Linked DNA regions of Mus musculus: region 2 is linked to region 1. The links are chromatin contacts, called in public HiChIP or PLAC-seq maps. All regions are on one chromosome and are shown on one strand. Each heading gives the region's core, a stretch centred on a gene start, on an enhancer-like site or on the middle of the called end of the contact. The rest is flanking DNA. Distances are from core to core; before and after follow the strand shown. Region 1 has its middle 17 kb from the start of Gm38537. Region 2 holds the start of Nhlrc3 (NHL repeat containing 3).

Evidence for each region. HiChIP or PLAC-seq counts read pairs in DNA pulled down with a chosen protein or histone mark.
Region 2: an H3K4me3 HiChIP or PLAC-seq map of pro-B cells shows a contact between it and region 1, with 5 times the contacts expected there. The contact joins the promoter of Nhlrc3 here to the enhancer-like site in region 1. A contact is called at or near these places in 4 of 39 promoter capture datasets (the C10 cell line, cranial neural crest and embryonic stem cells), 5 of 115 datasets of contacts at active chromatin or transcription factors (T-cell acute lymphoblastic leukemia, embryonic stem cells, epiblast stem cells and 2 more) and 1 of 9 other capture datasets (adipose tissue).

What each region holds. Positions count from the first base shown.
Region 1 is chr3:52,448,301-52,451,972 of GRCm38.p6, forward strand. No RefSeq gene overlaps it. Among named protein-coding and RNA genes, the nearest start is that of Gm38537, 17 kb to the right of the region's middle. Within about 2 kb of position 1,996, at least 11 of the 459 cell types and tissues checked have an H3K27ac peak or open chromatin away from gene starts, as enhancers often do. A contact at or near this core is called in pro-B cells, where this site is marked.
Region 2 is chr3:53,461,281-53,464,587 of GRCm38.p6, forward strand. Nhlrc3 (NHL repeat containing 3) reads right to left here and starts at 1,978. Exons shown (of 7, transcript NM_172501.2): 1 at 1,780-1,978; 2 at 1,032-1,184; 3 at 352-499. The coding sequence starts at 1,863. Proser1 (proline and serine rich 1) reads left to right here and starts at 2,515. Exons shown (of 13, transcript NM_173382.2): 1 at 2,515-3,039. The coding sequence starts at 2,995.

The DNA.
Region 1 (3,672 bases), core at 746-3,245:
GTTCAATGGGAGCTAGGGGAATATAATTGAATATGGGTTTGGATTGGCCATTTGAGATATTAGAATTTAGAGATTTGGGATATCAAACCACCTCTTAGGATTCAGATGGGAACAACAGAATAAAACATCATGAAAGTATCACATAGTCCACATTTAGATATGTGTGATGAATGTCGATTTTATTCTCCTTTATTAGAAGGCAGAGCTTTTTTTTTTCCCCCTTCAATATGAAAAAGGAAAAAGAAAAGTGTCTGGGAGTGAAGGTCTGTGTGTGGTCTCTCCTCCAGGCTCCTGAATGATGCTTGGGGAACTTAAAGTTCCCCAAGTGAGGCTCATTACACTGGAGACAAATGCAGCCCAGACCATGGGGGATAGGAGAACAGAGAGTGGAGAGCCTTCCTGTTGAACTAGCATATCCAGTTAAGAAGGCAAGAGTGTGTAAGCAAAAGGTCTTTCTCAAATGGTGTCACCACGTCATGATGCCACCCTCCTAAATTCATTTTTTAATATATTTTCTGCTTATTTCATTTATCATTATTATTAGTGTGTATCTGCATGTGTATGCATATTCATGTGTGTGTGTGTCAGGAGGATGCATTTGCCTGTTGGTGTTCTTATGGAGACCAGAGGTCAACATCACCTCTGCTATCACCTTTTATCTCATTTCTTAAGACCTGATCTTAAGACTCACCATTTCAGACCGTCTGACGGTGTCTCTAGGCTCTGCCTTGTCTCTGCACAGCAGCCCTGCCATCACGGATGCAGGCTACTGCATCCCACTTTTAAACAGGTGCCAGGCATCCAAGCTCCTGTGTGCCCTTTACCTACTGAGCCATTTCCCAAGGACCCACCTTCGAAGGTCTGAGCCTAGTCAGGGTTTAACAATTGGATTAAAAATATATAAAAACAAATTAAAAAAAACAGCTGCTCTTCCAGAGGACCCATGTTTGATTCTCAGCACCCACATGGCAGCTGACAACTGTTTGTAAGTCCAGTTTTAGTGTATCTAATACCCTCTTCTAGCCTCTACAGGTACCAGCACACAGGTGATACACATCTATCTATGTATCTATCTATGTATCTATCTATGTATGTTTCTATGCATCTATGCATCTATGTATGTATGTATGTATGTATGTATGTATGTATCTGTCTATGTATCTATCTATCTATGTATCTATCTATCTATGTATCTATCTATGTATCTATGTATCTATCTATGTATCTATCTATGTATCTATCTATCTATCTATCTATCTATCTATCTATCTATCTATCTATCTATCTATCTATGTATCTATCTATGTATCTATCTATGTATCTATCTATGTATCTATCTATGTATCTATCTATGTATCTATCTATGTATCTATGTATCTATCTATCTATCTATCTATCTATCTATTTATCTATCTTATGATGGTTCAAAACATCTAATGAGAGATCATCTATATTATTTTGTAATTAATGAATTATTTTTATGTAAACAGATACTTTGCTTGCATGTATGTCTATGTACCTCATGTGTATAGTACCCACGAAACCCAGAAGAGGGTGGCAGATCCTCTGAGACTGGCCTTACAGAAGGTTGTGAGCTGCCATGTGGGTGCTGGGAATTACCCCTAGGGAAAGATATCCAGTGAGCCCTCTCCCCAGCTTGCGCATCTTTAGGTTCGCGTGCAGAGTAGATTGTTGCATTCACATATGCTCATGTGCCAGTTTACCTCTTCCCTGTGCTCCCTCCCTGCTTCTGGCTGGCTCACTTCCTTAATGCGTTTTGCTTCTGGGTTATAAATAGTCCATTATCCTCTTCCTCATCACTACTAGGATTTCTTATATCCTTTCCATGATCGATGGGAGGGGCAGTTCAATGCCCTACTTTTCAGAGTGTTGAGAGCCAATCTCAGGTTGAAGTCTCTTCTTCCCAAATGACATCCTTTGCAACCCTTTCCTGGGGACAGCTCCCCTGAGAGTACAGGTGCAGAGAGATGTGCGAGAATTCTAGAATTAGCCAGGCATGATAGCACACACCATCAATCCCAGCAGTCTGAGGCAGAGCTAGGGAGATCTCTAAGTTCAAGGCCAGCTTGGTCTACAGAGCAAGTTCCAGGACAGCTGGAGCTACTCAGAAAAGCCCTGTCTAACTCACCCTCCTCCTCCCTGCCAGAAAACAACTCTCAAAAGAATCCTGGCGTTGGATGGTCTTTATCAATCAACCATAAAATGACGCCCTGCTCATCCTGCCCTGTGGTCTCCCTGGAAGCCTTGGCCTGGGTACCAAGAAGCAGGCAAAGGAAGCAAATGCCCATTCTGACCCACAGCACCAGGCCTCTCGCTGGGTCCAATATTTCAACTTGGAAGATAGTAGCCTATATATTTTGAACATTCTTTTTCTCACTTTCATGAAACTGGCTTTAATTACCCGTGTGCCGATTGGGGTCAGACTTTATGGTGGTTTGTCAGAAGTAACCAATACGATGGGTTAGGTTCAAACCAGTTAATTACTTCTATGCTGGGAGCTATGAATTCACAAGAGGCCAGAGAGCCAGAAAAAATGGTCACTTAGCTAAGGATCTTAGCATCAAGGTCAGTAGGGTATCCAAAGAGTTATGGAATAGTCAACAACCTAAGGCAGAGTTAAAGATTTTCAGTCATGATTTTCTGAAACTCCAAGAAAGACTTGGCCAAGAATATATAAAATACGCCCTGGGCTTATTTTTTTTAAAGTTAGTTTACATATATAAAACTAAAATATAAAGTGACTGCTGGTGGATCTAGCATACAGTACTTGTGTCGAGCCTAGGGCTCTTCACTAAGGTATTTACTGATGATCTAGAAACCTCGTGTAGATGCAGGAAATGAGACTGTAGCTCTGTGCACAGTGTAGGTAAGGTGCTAGAGAAGATGTCTGTCCATGGTCACCTGTGTCTAATATCAGCCTTTTTGCATGAGAACTATTTAGCTGTGATGGCGCAGAGTTCAGTCTTTAAGGACAGAGTTTCCCAGCCCTGGCTAATCTTCACTGACCTTAGCAGCTCTGTTGGTCATTTCTGTTTCTAGTTCCACTGACCACACAAAGTCACAAATAAAAAGGTCCCATTGAGAGTGCTTGTACTGGGTAGGATGTTTGTGTGGTGAGCTGTTCGGTGGACAGGAGGGGGTTCCTCACCTTGTTTTATGCTGCAAGGAAAGGTGTGCCCCAGGCTAGAGATCCACCATGCTGCTCTTCCTACCGACCCCACCTTTCCCCTTTCCTCGTTTTTTTCTCCCGTGTTGACTCATCCTTGATGACAGCGGACTTTTCTAACAAAATGTCTCTTATCTAGGGCTTTGCTGAGAGTGACATTCTTGCCACAGTAGAAGAATGTCCACCAGCAAGTCCCCAGGGCAGATCCTGTCACTGTTAGAAAGAGCCATGCTGAGTGACGAGACACCTGGCAGTTCGAGATGACATGCCTTGCCCTGTTCAGGACATCTCAGACTGACCGTTTGCTCAGGGATGATGACAACTGAGATAAAATTCTTGTCTGCAATTCTTTAAATTGGCTGGACCGCAGTCTAGATGCCCTGCCTGAAGCCAGTGTACTAGAAATCTGTGGGTGGACAGCAGTGAGCGAGCGTGTGCTGAGGAGTCAGTCACTGGTCACATTCAGTCCTAGAGATGTGCCTGGG
Region 2 (3,307 bases), core at 728-3,227, 1.0 Mb after region 1:
GACTCACTGGCCAGTTCACCTCCCCTGCTCATTAGTTCCAGGCCAGCGAGAGAGAGACTTTGGTTCAAAAGACAAGATAGATAGCCCTGAAGAATGACAGTCTGCCCCCCATCCCACCCCCACCCAAATAAAGTTCCCTTGACAAGTTTAAAAGATCGGGATTATAGTGTTATTGAATTTCTTGATTATACAGTAGTGTGGTGCAAATTTGTAGAAAGACATGATTTTATGAAATATTAAGGAAATTATGATTAGATTCAGCAATGCTAGCCTTAAAGTGTATAAGCAAGAACATGGGCAAAGATGTGACTCTATCTAGGAAGGCAATTTAATAGATAGTACTACACATACCGCTTCCTACGTCCGTGATCCAGACGGACTGTTCAAATGGTGTGCCGGAGACAAACATACCATGGGGTGTGTCAACTGTATAATTCCAGGCTCGTAGGAAATAGCCATCCTCTGAGAACACTAATACCTTGGGGATGTTATCCCCTCTCTGAAGGCACACAAAAACAACTGCTTAGAATCACTCAATAGGAACGCTAATCTTTACTTTTGTCAGAGAAATCAAAATGAAAGTATAATAAGAAATTTAGAAGTGTGTAAAAAAAAAGCACTAACTTCAAAACTTAATAATTTCTAATGCATACAAATCTAAAATGTGCACTTGAAGCCAACTCAAAATTAAATTGCATAGTTAGCATACTATAAATGCAGCAGGCTATCTAGGTGGGAAACACTTCTTTCCTTTCTGTTCATCTTCTTTTTTTCCTTTTTGTCATGCTCAGATTGACTGTTCTTTTATTATTCCTGTCTGTTGTGATCAAACTGAATGTATATAATTAAAATTAAAAAAAAATCTCTAGTTGAAGAGATGGCTGAGCAGATGAAAGTGTTTGCTAAGCAAGACTGACACTCAGAGTTCAATCCTGGAAACCACTGGTAGTTGATAACCGCATTAACACTCTGGTCTCTCTTGACCTCACAGGCTCACATATTAAAAAAAAAAAAAAATGCATTCTACTTACTTGGGCTACGTAAACTAACCCGTTGAGGGAATCAACTGCAACACAAAATGTTGCACCAGTGAAGTATTCCGAATTCTTGGGCCAACCCAAATCCAGCCGGAAAAGAGGGTCCTCCATTCTCCAGGAAACGTGAAAAGAAAATGTCCTTGAAACCTCAAATAAAATCAAAATACTCAGATTCAGTTCGACAACCAGAAGGTAGCCGGAAATAAGATTGTATATCTAAAGATCAAAACAACCATAAGAAAAGTCTAATGATGACTTAAGAGTGTAGTAAGAGCTGGGGAAAATCCAGTGTGTGTGTGTGTGTGTGTGTGTGTGTGTGTGTGACTTAAGAGTGTAGTAAGAGCTGGGGAAAATCCAGTGTGTGTGTGTGTGTGTGTGTGTGTGTGTGTGTGTGTGTGTGATGTTTACTTATTTTTATTTAGACTTGTGTGCATGAGCTCGGGTGAGTTTATGTGCACCATGTGCCCACAAAGGCCAGAAGAGGGCATCAGGCTCCCTGGAACTGGAGTTACAGTGAGAGAGTGAGCCTTCAAGTTGGTGCTGGGAATCGAACCTGAGTCCTCTGAAAAAGCTGCTCGAGCTCCCAACCTCCGCGCCACCTCCCCAGCCCCACGTGCATTCTTTTTACACTAAATGAGAGGACGAGTCGTCAGCTGCTGAGCCCCAGGGGAGCAGGTTTGGGACCCCAGGGGCTGTACCCCTCGGTGGCACCCACACCCACAGCCTTCTGCCTGCTATTTACCAGCGAGCCACAGAAGCGCGAATGCAAAACCAGACAGGAAAGGAAGAAGGCGGCGCCCGCCAGGCAGACCCAGGCTCTCGCCATCGCGAGGGTCTGGGAGGCGAAAGTCAGCGAGGCCTGAAGCCGGCTCTAGGGCAGAGGCAGACTAAAGCACCGGGAAACTCGACCGGAGAACCGCCGAAGACTAATTCCGGGTGTCCTGCTCCTTGCTCCGCCCCGAGTCAGGCGCCCAGCGAGTGACCCTGGTCCCCACGCCGAGGTGCTCCTGGCCACTAGGATGGCGGCGTCCGCAGATCTTCCTGACCTACTTACTCTTCGCTCCTTTAAACTCACTTTCAAGAAGCAAAACAGAGCACCGAGAAACTGAAGAGTTAGGGGATCGTGACACTAAAACAATGACTACCACGCTCCGAAAAGGACTTTAGTCACGTCTGCTCCACAAGCATTCAGGCTTCTGCCGTGGACGCCTATATTCCCACACTAGGACCCCGCCCCCCCCCCCCGACGCCCCAAACTAATCATTTGTGCAAAAGCGACTTAAGGTGGCGGTGCACCATTGCGTCTTGTGGGCGCGACACGCTCTATCAAAGGTCCCCTGGAGCTGGTGGGGCATTTAGGGGAGCACCCGCTGGGCGCCTGGCCGTATGAGCGCTGAGGTGCTCGAGAGCCTCCCTTCGCAAGGCTCTGGCCCCCTTCGTCCGGCTCCTAGTGCGCCCCGGCCGCCCGCCCGCTCCCGGAAGCTACGAAAGCCCGTAACAAAGGACCTGCGGGGGCCGCCGGTTGCCGGAGCTGCGGGACCCCGGGATCGGGCGGATCGGCGGGTCTGAGCGCCCGCGGGGCCACGTGTCCCGGATCACGGCGGTGAGCGGAGCGTGGCTCGGCGGCCTTCCCCGGAGCACCCGGCTGTCGGCACCCTCCGGAGCCCTGATTTCTGCAAACGCACAAGCCCGCTCTGCTCTGAGCAGCTGAAGCTTTGTGTGAAGAAGCTACTGAAGTCTGATTTTTATTTAAAAAAACAAACAAACAACAACAAAAAAAAACCCAACTTTTTCCAAGTTTTCGTTCTGGGATTTTTTGTTTTGTTTTGGTGCAGTTTGCAATACTCTACCTCCTCGCCTCCTTTCTCCTCCTGGTGTATTATCCACGAGACGAACCTGGGATGAGCGTTTTGTAATTGCAAGAACTGTGAGACGTCACGACGGAATAGTACTCAAGATGGACAAAAAGTCCTTTGAGACGGTGCTGGATGAAATTCGAAAGGTAATTGACCTTGTTCCCTGAAATTCGTCTGAGATAATAATGGTCGTGAGTTACTTTCTTTGAGGTGTTGTGTGTAGTCAGCAGAGGAACTTGAACTTTCCTGTGTAACGTAAGAACTTGCATCTTGGTCCGTTGCACCGCTTAAATAGAAGATAAACCACCTCACTGCTAAACTTGGGAAGTCATTGTGGTACGGGAATTACGTTTGTACTACCTACAGCCCCGGAGCCAACTGTAAATCCGTAATAACTGAGCTTTTGGTTGACTG